Linked DNA regions of Mus musculus: region 1 is linked to region 2. The links are chromatin contacts, called in public HiChIP or PLAC-seq maps. All regions are on one chromosome and are shown on one strand. The core of a region is the stretch at or near the end of the contact, and the rest is flanking DNA. Distances in the headings are between cores, read along the strand shown. Region 1 holds the start of Scoc (short coiled-coil protein). Region 2 holds the start of Ucp1 (uncoupling protein 1 (mitochondrial, proton carrier)).

Region 1 (7,001 bases), core at 1,909-4,408, 150 kb before region 2:
GTCATAATTTCTTATTTTGGTACAGAATTTATTTTGATGCAAAGTCAAGGTTTTCATTGGTATAAATTTCTTCTATTGATACTAAAAATTTTAAAGTACAGGGCTTAGACCCAGCCCTTCTATTACTGTTATTATAAAACTGATCTGAGAGGACTAAACTTGTGAGTTAAGGGCCAAATAACAAATTCATGGCTCTGAGTTTATTGCTAGGGTGTTTTCAGTTATTTTAATTAGAAATGGCTGAGAGTAGTTAACGGAGAACAGTCCAGATTACTTTGTATAGATAGCCTGGTTTTCAGAAATGTCTATTGCCTATCAGTTCATGACCAGCCAGGCCACCGAGGCAGAGGCACAAACTCGGGAACATGCCGGTTCGTTGGTTTTTTTTTTTTTTTTTTTTTTTAATATTTCCCGCAGCATTTTTCAGTGCTCTTAGGGGATCCCTGTGAAATGGTTGTGAACCACTGTCTTAGCAGGAGGCTGGCTTTTTACATTGAGTTGGAGAATGGTCTCTCCTGTTGTGTTTCCTGGAAGACTTTGTACAGAGTTGAATTTTATTAAACATTTGGAAAATTTTACCACAGATCCTTCTGGATCTGGAATGTTCTTTGTGGGAACAGATCACTGACAGTTTAAAATAGAGATATGGGCTCTGGGTGTCACCTGTTCTTGTGAGCTTTGGTGGTGTTTTTTTCTTTCAAAGGATCACCAGTTTCCTCCAAGTTCTAGATCCTGCTCCAAGGCTGCTGTAGTAGCTTTATAGTCTTTGACATCTACAGGCTTTCATCACTGATATTGGTAATTTGTAATGTCTCCTTCTCTTTTTCTGGACGAATTTTCCTTGATTGTAAATTTTACCATTTAAAAAAACCCAAAAAACAAAACCCAACCCACTGTTTTAATTCAGTGTTAAAGCACATGCTTGGCTTGATGGGACTTCAATTTAGCATCAGAACACACACATATACAGAACTCACTCTGTAGACCAGGCTGGCCTCAAACTTAGAAATCCGCCTGCCTCTGCCTCCCAAGTGCTGAGATTAAAGGCGTGCGCCACCACACCTGGCCTTTTCCTAATTTCTTAAAGGGAACACTTAGATTTATTATTTGAAAGCTTCCTTGATTTCCCAAATAAGCCTGTAATAGTAAAAAAAAAAAGTTCCTAAGCATTCCTTCAGCTGCATCCACACATTTTGATGTTTACATTTAAACTTAATTAAATATGTTGGTATGTTCACATTAATTAAAATATTTTTGATATGTTCATATTTAAACCTAATTAAAATATTTTTCCACGACTGACCCCATGACTCACAGTTTGCTTGAAGTATGTATTTTAATTTCCAGTTATTCAGGAATTTCAAAATATCTCTTCTTGATTTCAAACTTAATTTCTAGGTAGGCAGAGAAAATAATTTGTATGATTCCAACTGTGTAAGCTATTCTAAATTTATTGATGTTTCTTTTCAGGCAACAGATCAGTTGGGGGGCTGGAGAGGTGATCAAGAACTGTTCCTATGTAGAGAACACAAGTTTGGGTCATAGCACCAATGCTGCATGGCTCACAAAAGTTTGTAACTCCAGCTCCAGAGAATCAGATAACACCCTGTTTGGGTTCAGAGGGCTCATCACTCATGTGCACACTGGCACACATGCACACACACATATACATACATATACACATACATATAATTAAAAAAAAAAGAAGGGGTTGGAGAGATAGTTCAGCAGTTAAGAGCACTGGCAGCTTTTCCAGAGGATCCAGGTTCAATTTCCAGCGCCTACATACATGGCAGCTCACAATGTCTGTAACTCCAGTTCCAGGAGATCCAACACTCTTTTCTGGCGTCCTCAGGCACCAGGTACCCAAGTGTTTCAGAGAAATAAATGCAAGTAAAATATACATACAATAAAAAATTAAAACCAAAAACAAATTTTCAGGCCCATTTCTATGACTGGCCCATGTGCATTTGAAAAGAAAGTGTGTTCTTCACTATCTTGGAAAATCCCATCCTTCTTTGAATGTTGCCCATATTCATTCTATTTTGTTGGCACTCCTCTTAGCGTTACCTGGGGTTTCCCTCTCTTCCCATATTCTCCTTCCTTCAAATCCTGAATTGTAGTCCAAGCCTAATACTTTCGTCTCAAACACTAAATGGTAGGTACTTTATTTATAAAGGATTACGGTCACGTGTTAGCAAATCCTGCTTGATTGGTTTAAGATACCCGGGAGTTGTAGAAATGGCTCAGAAGTTAACAGTACTTATTGCTCTTTCACGGGAAGCTGAGTTGAGTTCTCATCATCCTCACCAAATGGTTCACAGCCACCTGTAACCCCAATCCCAGGGGTCTGATTCCCTCTTCTGGCATCTGCAGGCACCTTGCACAGGCACAAGCAAGTACATACACACCGCTACATATTCATGCAATTAAAAATAGAACCTTATATAAGAAAGAAAAGCCAAGAAGAAAGTATTTGTAAGCTGGCCTCTACAGCTCAGAGGTTTTGATAAAGTCAAAGCAAGAATGCTTTGCAGGTAAGAATATACTGTGGTCACTGACCGCTAACAGCAAGATACTTGTTTCAAAGGTTAGGTTATAATGAAGTGTCACGAAAATCACCTAGCAACCCAAAGTCTGGCATTGTACATGTACACTTGAATAAGAAACACAATTTTAATTAAGCCTTGGGTTTTCTGAGACTGAGATCAGGAGACTGCTGATCTAAGGAATCATGACGTGGTCGGGTGAACGGAAGTTTAAAAATTGTCCTGAATATGGGGTACGAAGAGAAACATCCATTAATGGTATATGCTTTGTGCGTTATCTAATTTTAGAAGTGGGGAAAAAGGAAACCGTGCTTTTAGAATCGAGGGGGGAGGGCGCTGCACTGTTCTGCTCACTCTGTTCTTGAATGTGAACGAAATATCTCTCTCCTAGAGTCTGGTCACGGCAATTTCCAGAAATTCTGTCTCTGTTTCCCTCCCTCTCTCCCCGTCTCTCTTTTTTTAACCTAGAGTGACTTTCCACCCCACTTTCCAGGTTCCTGGCGAGACAAAAGATGCTCAGCGAGGACCGCTTTCTTAGGCGCATCTTCTCTTCTGCGCCGTGATTGGTCGCTGCTTTTTTAGGACACGCCCAAAAATCCTGATTGGTCGTCAATGCCCTTTTGTTAGGGCAAAGGTGGACCCCGGTGCTCTGCCACAGGCCTGTCGAGGCGTCCAGCAGCCAGTGCGCAGGCGTGCAATTTCCAGTTAGGATTGGTGGGAGGACGCCTCCTCGCTCGGCGCACGCTCCGTGGGCGGGAAGGGCGGGGCTGACGCTGTCAGTTGGTCGGAGAGCCGCGCGGCCTGAGGCTTCCTACCCATCCCGCCTCTTCCCGGCGCTTCAGACGCAAGGTGAGGCGGCTCGGGGCGGCGAGGGCTGGGCCTGGGAGACCGCCGAGGCCCTGTGGGGCGGGGCGGGATGGAACGGGAACCCGGGCGGCGGCCTGGGTGCTGGATTGCGGCGCCGCGAGGCCCGACATCCCGCCGAGCGCTGCGCAGCCACCTTCCCGGCCCCACGCCGCGGGCTCAGTGGGAAGAGCCCGGCGGTGCGGGACCGGGACGCCGTGGGGGTGCGATGGGACCGGGTAGTAGGAGAAGACGCTCTGCTGCCCGAGCTACCTTCCAGTTCGCCGCAATTCTTCTGCTTCAGCCTCTCGAGTGCTAGGATTGCTTTGCAGGCGTGGTGGCCCGTGCATGTCTGGGGTGGGACGTCTTTGCTAGAACCTGGGTTTGTTTCTTTGTCAGCTTTTCTCAGGCGTCCTGCGGAACAAATATTGAGGAGTAAGGTTTGGGAAGGAGAAATCATAGTTTCCCGAAAAGCCAAGGTTTCTGTTACACCACCAGAGACAGACGTCGCAATAGCCAGAAGGACAGAGGTCCCCAAACCGTTATCCGTTTCTGCGACTCAAAGCTGTGCGTAGGAATCCTAGTGTCTGTATGCTCCAATGATTAAACTGGATGCAGCTAGCTCCCCGGGGATCTAACTTAAGTTTGATCCTTATTGACGATGTAGTTCCTCGATTTCCATCGATTTTGAAAGCCCTAAAATGTCAAAGCAGAACATGAACAGATTAGAAACATCACACTGGAGTGGATGCAGATGAAATTTTATATTTGTTTTGTTTGTGGAAACGCCAAAGGAGTTGAGTTTTTCAAACTCAGTTTAGGACCTTAATAATATCTTGGCTATGAAACATGAGGCAAGGCCTCTAGCCTTTATAAGGCTTAGTATCCACATCTGTGAATTGCATTTTCTTTCTGTTGTGATAAAACTATATATGTAAAGTGTTCAGTGCATTCCTGTAGTGCATTGGACTTTTAAATTTAAAAAACTATTGCTGGTGAGTGGATGATGGATGGAAAACATTAATTGCAGGTTCAAGAGAAGTCTGGTGGTTGAGTTTGAAAGGATATTAGGGAAATGTCAAACTCATATCTGAGATGTTAAGGCCAGCCGAGGTGGAATGATGGGAAAAGCAGAGTGGACATTGACTATATCCTTGATTCTGGATGGACTACTGTGATGTGAATTAAGCCACTCTCAGATTAGGCCAGGAGTTCTAATATGAGGCCTTTGGCCACATGATTTTTCTAAAGTTTCTTCTGTGGTCAAAACAAGAGAGTAGAGATGAGAAGGTCTGTTAACATCTGTTGAATACTTACTAAGTACACAAACACATAGCTGGATGTATTAAATTCCCAGAACAAACCCATAAGATGCAGTTATTAGGCCCATTTTATGGATGAGGATGCTGAGGCTGAGATTTTTTTAATTATATATTTTCTTTTTTTATATTTCAAATGTTATCCCCTTTCCTAGTTTTCCCTCCGAAGATCTCCTCCCCCATCGCTCCCTAACCCACCTACTCCCATTCCTGGTCCTGGCATTCCCCTATACTGGGTCATAGAAACTTCACAGGACCAAGGGCCTCTCCTCCCATTGATGGCCGACTAGGCCATCCTTTGCTACGTATATAGCTAGAGCCACAAGTTCTACCCATGTGTTTTCTTTGGTGGTTTAGTTCCAAGGAACTTTGGGGTTACTGGTTAGTTCATATTGATGTTCCTCCTATGGGGCTTCAGTCTCCTTCAGTTCTCTGGGTATTTCTCTGGCTCCTTCATTGGGAACCTTGTGCTCAGTCCAAAGCATGACTATGAGCATCCACTTCTGTATTTGCCAGGCACTGGCAGAGCCTCACAGGAGACAGCCATATCAGGCTTCTGTCAGCAGGTTCTTGTTGGCAACTGCCTAGTGTCTGGGTTTGGTGATTGTTTATAGGATGGATCCCATAAACATGGGATGGGGCAGTCTCTGGATGGTCGTTCCTTCAGGTTCTGCTCTGAACTTTGTCTCTGTAACTCCTTCCTTGGGTATTTGGTTCCCCATTCTAAAAAGGAATGAAGTACCCACACTATGGTCTTCCTTCTTTGTGAGTTTCATGTGTTTTGCAAATTGTATCTTGGGTATTCTAAGTTTCTGGGCTAATATCCATTTATCAGTGTGTGAGATTAGATTACCTCACTCAGGATGATATCCTCCAGATCCATCCATTTACCTAAGAATTTCATAAATTCATTGTTTTTAATAACTGAGTAGTACTCCGTTGTGTAAATGTACCACATTTTCTGTATCCATTCTTCTGTTGAGGGACATCTGGGTTCTTTCCAGCTTCTGGCTATTATAAATAAGGCTGCTATGATCATAGTGGAGCATGTGTCCTTATTACCAGTTGGAACATCTTTTGGATATATGCCCAGGAGAGATATTGCTGGATCTTCCAGTAGTACTATGTCCAATTTTCTGAGGAACCACCAAACTGATTTCCAGAGTGGTTGTACCAGCTTGCAATCCCACCAGAAATGGAGGAGTGTTCCTCTTTCTTCACATCCTTGCCAGCATCTGCTATCACCTGAATTTTTGATCCTATCCATTCTGACTGGAGTGAAGTGGAATATCAGGGTTGTTTTGATTTGCATTTCCCTGATGATTAAGGATGTTGAACATTTTTTTCAGGTGCTTCTCAGCCATTCGGCATTCCTCAATTGAGAATTCTTTGTTTAGCTCTGTACCCCATTTTTAATAGGGCTATTTGATTTTTCAAGAGTCCAGCTTCTTGAGATCTTTGTATATATTGGATATTAGTCCCCTATCGGATTTAGGATTGGTAAAGATCCTTTCCCAATCAGTTTGGTGGTTCCTCAGAAAATTGGACATAGTACTACTGGAAGATCCAGCAATATCTCTCCTGGGCATATATCCAGAAGATGTTCCAACTGGTGACCTTTTTGACTTATTGACAGTGTCTTTTGAGGCTGAGATTTTTTAACTTGACCAAATTTCAGAGCCTAAATAAAGAGTGAGGATTTTTAATCACTGTGCTAAAGTAAACATTGTCTCGAGAAGAAGTCTTAGAAGATACAGTGTGAACATGCAAGGATAATTTAAATTAATCCTGGGCTGGCACTTGCTATATCCCTGAAGTCTTACTGTCTCTTCTCCCCTTTCTGCATTCTGGATTTAAATTATAAAAGGTTCTCACTAACAAGCTGGATACACACAGGCATTGAGATTCCTGTGATTTTTCAAAGAAAAGTCTTTTAAAGATCTCAGAGAATAATGTTCCTTTCAGAGCCAGGGCAGCTGGTAAGTTACAAAATAATTGTGTAAGGTTGTGTGTGTTTGTGTGTGTACACGTGTGCTGCATTCAGTGAACCAACAAATTCCAGGCTTGGCAGTGTGCATGTATTTGGGAGATGGAGGTAAGACCTCTGCAGCTTGCTCACAAACACTAATTGAACCAGTGAATTCCAGGTTCAAGGTCTTAAAAATAAAACAAAACAGTGGAAGAAGGATTGAGGGAAACAGCCAAAGTTGCCTTCTGGCCTCTACATATGCACAGACATGCACAGACACATAAACATGTACATGACATAAATGTACATGCAAAGCAACTT
Region 2 (6,548 bases), core at 2,781-5,280:
TACTTCAATTAAGCAATTCAAAACAGCATGGTTTTAGAACTCGAAACTGAGGTTGGAAAGGCGCAGACATGTTTGGTATAAAATGGGAAGTACCTGCCAGTATTTTGTTGTTTACAAGGGCCCCCTTCATGAGGTCATATGTTACCAGCTCTGTACAATTGATGATGACATTTCTCATTAGATTAGGGGTCGTCCCTGCAGAAAAACAAGACAGCATTTAATGAATGAGCTGCTGGCTGGGTGTATGTGCCTTTTAAGTACTGTGGCTGTTCACTTGGCAGTTAGCTACCTTTCCAAAGTGTTGACAAGCTTTCTGTGGTGGCTATAACTCTGTAAGCATTGTAGGTCCCCGTGTAGCGGGGTTTGATCCCATGCAGATGGCTCTGGGCTTGCATTCTGACCTTCACGACCTCTGTAGGCTGCCCAATGAACACTGCCACACCTCCAGTCATTAAGCCGGCTGAGATCTTGTTTCCGAGAGAGGCAGGTGCTATCCAGGAAGAATAAAAAGACGGTTAAGAAAAGAAAAACCAAGAGCCTGCCCCTACCAAGCATCACATACATTTACATTTTTTGTGGCTAATTATGTGGTGTGTGTGTGTGTGTGTGTGTGTGTGTGTGTGTGTGTGTGTGTGTGGTGGGTAGTGGGTGCACAGAGGACAAACTCTGCCCACGCTACTTCAGGAACATTATTTGGGGTTTTTGAGATAGGGGCTCTTGCTGAGGGGCAGCTTGCCTAGAAGACTGGCCTCACTGGACACCATTCCCTGGTGCTATCACACCTGGATTTCGGGCAGTGGTGAGAGTTCTAGGACTCAGGTCCCTGGGCTTGCGAGGCAGGCGCTTTACTGACAATCTTCTCTCTATCTCTAGTATGTTTACATTGTGTTCTTTCTTCTTCCCTGATGCTCCATCAGATGCTGATGGGTTTTGGAAGCTGTACCAACTCACAACAGACTAGGAAACTTCAGTTAGCCTAGGTTTTTATTTTTCTCCTCTAAGATGAAGACTCCCAAGGAAAAAAAAGGGGGGGGGATGTCTATTTAATAGCAGCTTGGTCCCTTCTAAAATTTAGCTTTGTCCTTTCCTGTGTTTAGCTGTCATTTTAGTATTTCCCAACTGGGAGGAGACACCTGGTCACCAGTGATGTAAGTTTCCCCTTATTGATGACGATGTTGATTTTTGAACTTAGTGGCCCTAGGGAAAACCCAGTGGGCAACTGCCTTAATGCAAGACATCAAACAATGTTCCAAAGAGACCAAAAACATAAGACAGAGAAGCCCTTGTCTTAAAAATTTGGGGAAAAATAAAGTCTGTTGATGAAGAGAGACATCATTTAATAAAACTTCAGTGAATCCTGAAAGTCAATACTCATTCTATAGTGACTATAGTTAAGGTTCAGGAATGTTCACTCATTCAGACCTTCCTTTGTCTGTCCACTTCTGCCTCCAGTCTACAAAACAGGGAAAGCATCAACATCATGCCCACTGGGTGTGAGCTCAGACTGGTAAACCTCTCAGCACACAGAGAACACACCAAGCTGGTAGCAGCTTTCTTTCCCACCAAATTTAGCCAGTGGTGTGATTTAAAGTATTCTGATGGGCACCCTGATTCTTCTTCCGTGTATGCAATAGTGTATGCCACAATCGTTTCTGACTTACGATTTCTTATATACATTTTTTTTACTGCTGTCAATGTAATCCTTTGAAGTATAAATGTGTGTATCACACTTGCTTAACTTGTTTTAACTTAACTGAAGATTGAACCCAAGGCCAAGTGTTCTACCACTGAGTTCTATGCCTAGCTATTTATTTACTTACTTGAGACAGAATCTTTCTAGATGGCTCAGGCTGGCCTTGAACTCTTGATCTTTGTGTTTCTATCTCCCTAGTTCTAAGATTCCAGGTAGGTGCTACCACACCTGATGGCCTGCTTAGCCTATTTGCAGTGACTTCGAGTCGCTGTATGGGTAGAATGCAAACTCCTTAGCATGAGCTGCAAGGCCCTTTGTAACCAGTTCCTGCTTTTTCTGGACTCATCTGTCCCTTCTCATCAATGTGGCCCTTCTCTGTCTGCCCTGAATGTCAGCTCCTCACTCAGAGTTTGTACCCAGTCTTCACTTGGCTAGAAAGGACTTCCCTCACCACTTTGCTCCTGGCCCTCGAAGTCTCCTACTGCTTTCTCAAGAGTCAATGCAGATATCAACTCTTCACGAGTCTTGAATGATCATGCCTCTTCACTGTGCCCATTCTGTGGTAGCTTGCAACACAGCATATGTCATGGTTGTGTAGTCAGCTGAACTGGAGGCTCCTGTCTAGAGTGGCAACTTTCATTGGCCAACCGAGCACAGGAAGTTCAACAAAGCTTACTAGATCAACTGAAGAAGCAGAATGTAGAACGAGGAACACTCACAGAATATATCTGATTACTGTGGAGCCTGATATAACCAGTGACTGATTAAAGAATTTGCAGAAAGTCCCCCGGATGGGCCACTCTAGGTTTATCTGCTCTTGCTAACCTTTAACATCAGACCTTTGCTCTGTGAAGATGTGTTTTACTTAGACACCCACGCAGACTCAGGGAGCGTGGTGGTCTCTTTCTGACTTTACACAAAGCTCTCTAAGCTTCTCTGGGACCGTGCTGTTTGGGAAAGTCTACATTGAGCGTTGCTTTATAGCCCACCCACATTGTCCATGAAGAAACACAAACTTTCCTCACTGGCCAGTTGGTTTTCACAGATATAAACAGGTGAAGAACTGGTATGCATATTTCCTTACTTTCTCTCCCTGAAGAGAAGTACTCTTGGACTGAGTCGTAGAGGCCAATCCTGAGTGAGGCAAAGCTGATTTGCCTCTGAATGCCCGCAGGCAGACCGCTGTACAGTTTCGGCAATCCTTCTGTTTTTGCCAGGGTGGTGATGGTCCCTAGGACACCTTTATACCTAATGGTACTGGAAGCCTGGCCTTCACCTTGGATCTGGAAATCAGAAAAGTGTGGGTCAGAGAGAAGTGGCTGTCCATTAAGGAAGGGGGGATCCCACCTGACAGGGGGACTAAAAAAAAAAAAAAAAAACTGGTGTATACCCTAGGTAAGTATCTTTTTTATAATTTCCCCTTCTCAACACCTCTCTTGCATACTACCCCATATTCTCATCTCTCCCTCTGTCTCTGTCTATCTATCTATCTATCTATCTATCTATCTATCTATCTATCTATCTATCTATCTATCTTTCTTTCTATCTAATCTATCTATCATCTATCCATCTCAGAGGTGGAGCTTGCTACAATGCAGGCTCCAAACACCTAAACAAGGTACCCAGGAAATCTCCAGAGCCCCTAAAAGCAGGATGGGATAGTACACCACCCCGTGCCCCAAATCAAAGAAAGGTAAAAGCGCCAGGCCTGTAAACTCTGAGGGATTTGAATTATTATTATTATTTAGACCCCACATGCTCAGGACACCATTGCCTTATGAAGGATTTGGCAGAGGCCATTTTTAACCCATCAACAGCGGTTCTTCAGCCAATCCAAGGGCCCCATTTCCTTCCTAATAGCACCCATTCCCAAGACAGAGCCACCCTGAGGAAGAGTGGTTAAACCGTAGCACACATCACAGGGATGCCCACAGCAGTCCTGCTTGGAGAAGCCTCATCAATGTCACTAACTCTACCTGAAGGCGGACTTTGGCAGTGTCCAGCGGGAAGGTGATGATATCTGCCAGGCAAGCTGAAACTCCGGCTGAGAAGATCTTGACCCCCATGGTGGGTTGCACTTCGGAAGTTGTCGGGTTCACCATCCTGGCTTGGAGGGCAGAGAGGCGTGAGTGCAAGAACAAAAGGACTCAGCCCTGAAGACAACAGTGGCACTGTTGCCTGATGCGGGCACGAAACCCGCGACTTCGGACTCCTGCAGAGCCACCTGGGCTAGGTAGTGCCAGTGCAGAGGCGGCGCTGTGGAGCAGCTCAAAGGTGAGCGTCCCTTCCTCTTGCTCGGGCAGGGAGGACCCGTTAAGCCCAGATTGCCCGGCACTTCTGCGCCCTGACCTGGGAGATCTATATAGCCCCTTGCCGGAGGAGGGACTGGGGGAAGTGGCTGAGCCGGCCCAGGTCTCCAAAGAGCTGCTAGTGGGACTTGGCAGGGGCGTGCCTTGGGTGCGCAAGCCTCCCAGCCGCGCGTCACTCCCAAAGCCCTGGCCACATCACCTCTGATTTGGCACCAGTTCCTGATTATGCCCAGAGGACACACAGAGGGGCTTCACCCGCGTCCCCGCAGCGTGGTGCCTTTTGTCACTCTTCAACAGCCTTGGACCAGGGCGCAGAGCAGGGGCTGGTTCCCTTGAATAAGCGCGATCTGATCTCCTCCGAGATTTTGCTGAAAAGTTCCACAGCTAGAATAGCTGTAGGATGAACGTCCCAGTCCCGGGCCCCCTTCCCATGCATCTACTTGGCTACTGATTCTTCTCCTTTCAATTCTGAATGTCCCTTTCTTTACATTCCTTTTCAAATGTCACCTTCAGATTTGGGTGACTGGATGGGGTGGGGATGAGGATGTGGGAGGGGAGGGAATCCATGCAAAAACTAATAACGCCCTAAACTTTTTCGAGAAAGTGAGTGCATCGTGTGGTCACTTTTAGTTGGGCGAGATCAACTAAGCTCATAAGCCAGCCCTTGCTCCTTTGAATAGTTCTTAGCAGGAGCCCTGGAAGGACAGAGGGTTGGTTGGCTGCAGATGCAACCAAGCCATCTGACCAGCTTCGTGACCCTGAGAAAGTCCTCTAGCTTTGGTTTGTGATTGTGTCAAATATAGTCCCAGATTTGAACTCTTGTTATCCCTAGTGCCAGTTCAGACATTGTAAGGTGGTTTGTTGGTGTGTGTGTGTGTGGGGGGGGGGTGTTTCTTACTTCTATCTTTGAGCAAAGATTTGTATTTGAAAAGCTTTAAAAAAAATACTACGTAAGAAATGGTGAGAAAGAGAGCAGGCTGGAGCCGATGCCTGTTCTCTGTATCCTCCCTGGTTGGCCAGGTTCTGCTACTCAGCGTGGTCCCAGGAGAGTGAAGGAGGTGGGACTCATCTCCTGGATTGGGGCATGTAAGAGACAACACCCCTGGACACCACATTTAAAGGGGCAAGCGTGCACACTAAGCAAGAACCTAGTCCTGGGAGCTTCCACAATAAAATACACACCTGGAACTTGAGCCAGAACAGCAGTGATGAGCAGTCAGTGGTGTGTGTGAAGACAATGATATGGAGGGGAGCAGAATGCCTGGGGGCTGGGAAACTGAATGGGGGGCGGGGAGAAAAGAGGGGCAGGGGCAGGAAGCTGCAAGACCTATGGATGAAAAGTGTAATAAGCAGCCTAGTGGTGGTGACACACACCTTTAATCCCAGCACCAGGGAGGCAGAGGCCAAAGCAGCAAGGGGTCTTTGTGAGTTTGAGGCCAGCCTGGTCTACAGAGTGAGTTCTAGGACAGCCAGGGCTGCCGAGGCTAGAATAAACCCCCAAACAGCAGCAGCAACAACAGTATAATAAACGGCAGTCTGTGAGCATCCTTTCTGCATGTGAGTTCATCTTATATGTTGTGCAGGGCTTGGTAGATCGTAAACTGTGCTCACATGAATGACACATCTAACCAGATAATACAGCTTAAGAAAGGGTTACTATGGAGTCAGAGATTATTAGAAAATGACTCTACACTTGAGAAGATGGCCGCAGTCTTGGCAATGTTTCCACTTGATTGTCACAAAGCAGTTGGCAAGTAAATACTCTTTATAAGATGGCAACTTTCCGTTTTAGGATTATTAGGAGAAAATGGCATTGATGTTTTCATTAAAACATCATGCTGCTTGCATCATGATCCCATAGGAAGCGTCATGCTACTTGCATCAGAGAATCAAAGCTGAGAGGTATCGGAGGTGGTTAGTAGGGTAGTGAAGGAACTGGTAACTTTCTGTGGGAATGAGCACAGCCGGATTGAAAGGAGACAGGAACAAAGCATGAGGAACCAAGCTATGGTCTTAGAGGAATGGCACTCGGAGCCCTGGGAACCACAGCTATGGTCTAAGAGGAGTGGCACTCGGAGCCCTGGGAACCACAGCTATGGTCTAAGAGGAGTGGCACTCGGAGCCCTGGGCCACGGCATAAAAAAATCAAATGCCCTTGAGGATGGTATGCTTGAGAGGGACCAGATAGGAGCTTCTGTTGTTTCTCACCAAGGTCCCGACCACCCTGAACCCTTCGGCTACTCAGCTCCACACATCAAGTCATTTCTGTGATGTGAATAGAAAGAATTATTACCCAGCAAAGGCTTTCCTGAACTCCTGAGCCCAAAATGTGGCATATGGCAGAATGAAATTCTCGCTCAAGGAGGCCCCGTGATGTCAACTCAAGGCAGGGAGTGGTTCTAGAGTCTGAGGAAAGGGTTGACCTTGCTGCCCCCAGAGCCTCTGGGAAGTGAAAGAAAGTTTGCCTCATAATGGAGAGAGCAGTAGGGGTGAGGCTGATATCCCCAGAGAGTCTGATTTCTGCTCTTCTGGCAGGAAGAGTGGAA

The links. HiChIP or PLAC-seq counts read pairs in DNA pulled down with a chosen protein or histone mark.
Region 1: a contact with region 2 is called in an H3K4me3 HiChIP or PLAC-seq map of embryonic stem cells, with 3 times the contacts expected there. The contact joins the promoter of Scoc here to the promoter of Ucp1 in region 2. A contact is called at or near these places in 11 of 39 promoter capture datasets (the C10 cell line, the HPC-7 cell line, HPC-7-derived erythroid cells and 8 more), 2 of 15 datasets of contacts at CTCF or cohesin (large pre-B cells and pro-B cells), 6 of 484 Hi-C or Micro-C datasets (CD4 T cells, the G1E-ER4 cell line, LSK cells and 2 more), 2 of 115 datasets of contacts at active chromatin or transcription factors (embryonic stem cells and large pre-B cells) and 2 of 9 other capture datasets (macrophages and pancreatic islet).

Annotation. Positions count from the first base shown.
Region 1 is chr8:83,438,819-83,445,819 of GRCm38.p6, reverse strand. Scoc (short coiled-coil protein) reads left to right here and starts at 3,158. Exons shown (of 4, transcript NM_019708.4): 1 at 3,158-3,398.
Region 2 is chr8:83,287,830-83,294,377 of GRCm38.p6, reverse strand. It overlaps Ucp1 (uncoupling protein 1 (mitochondrial, proton carrier)), which reads right to left and starts at 4,030. Exons shown (of 6, transcript NM_009463.3): 1 at 3,670-4,030; 2 at 2,778-2,976; 3 at 290-490; 4 at 94-195. The coding sequence starts at 3,795.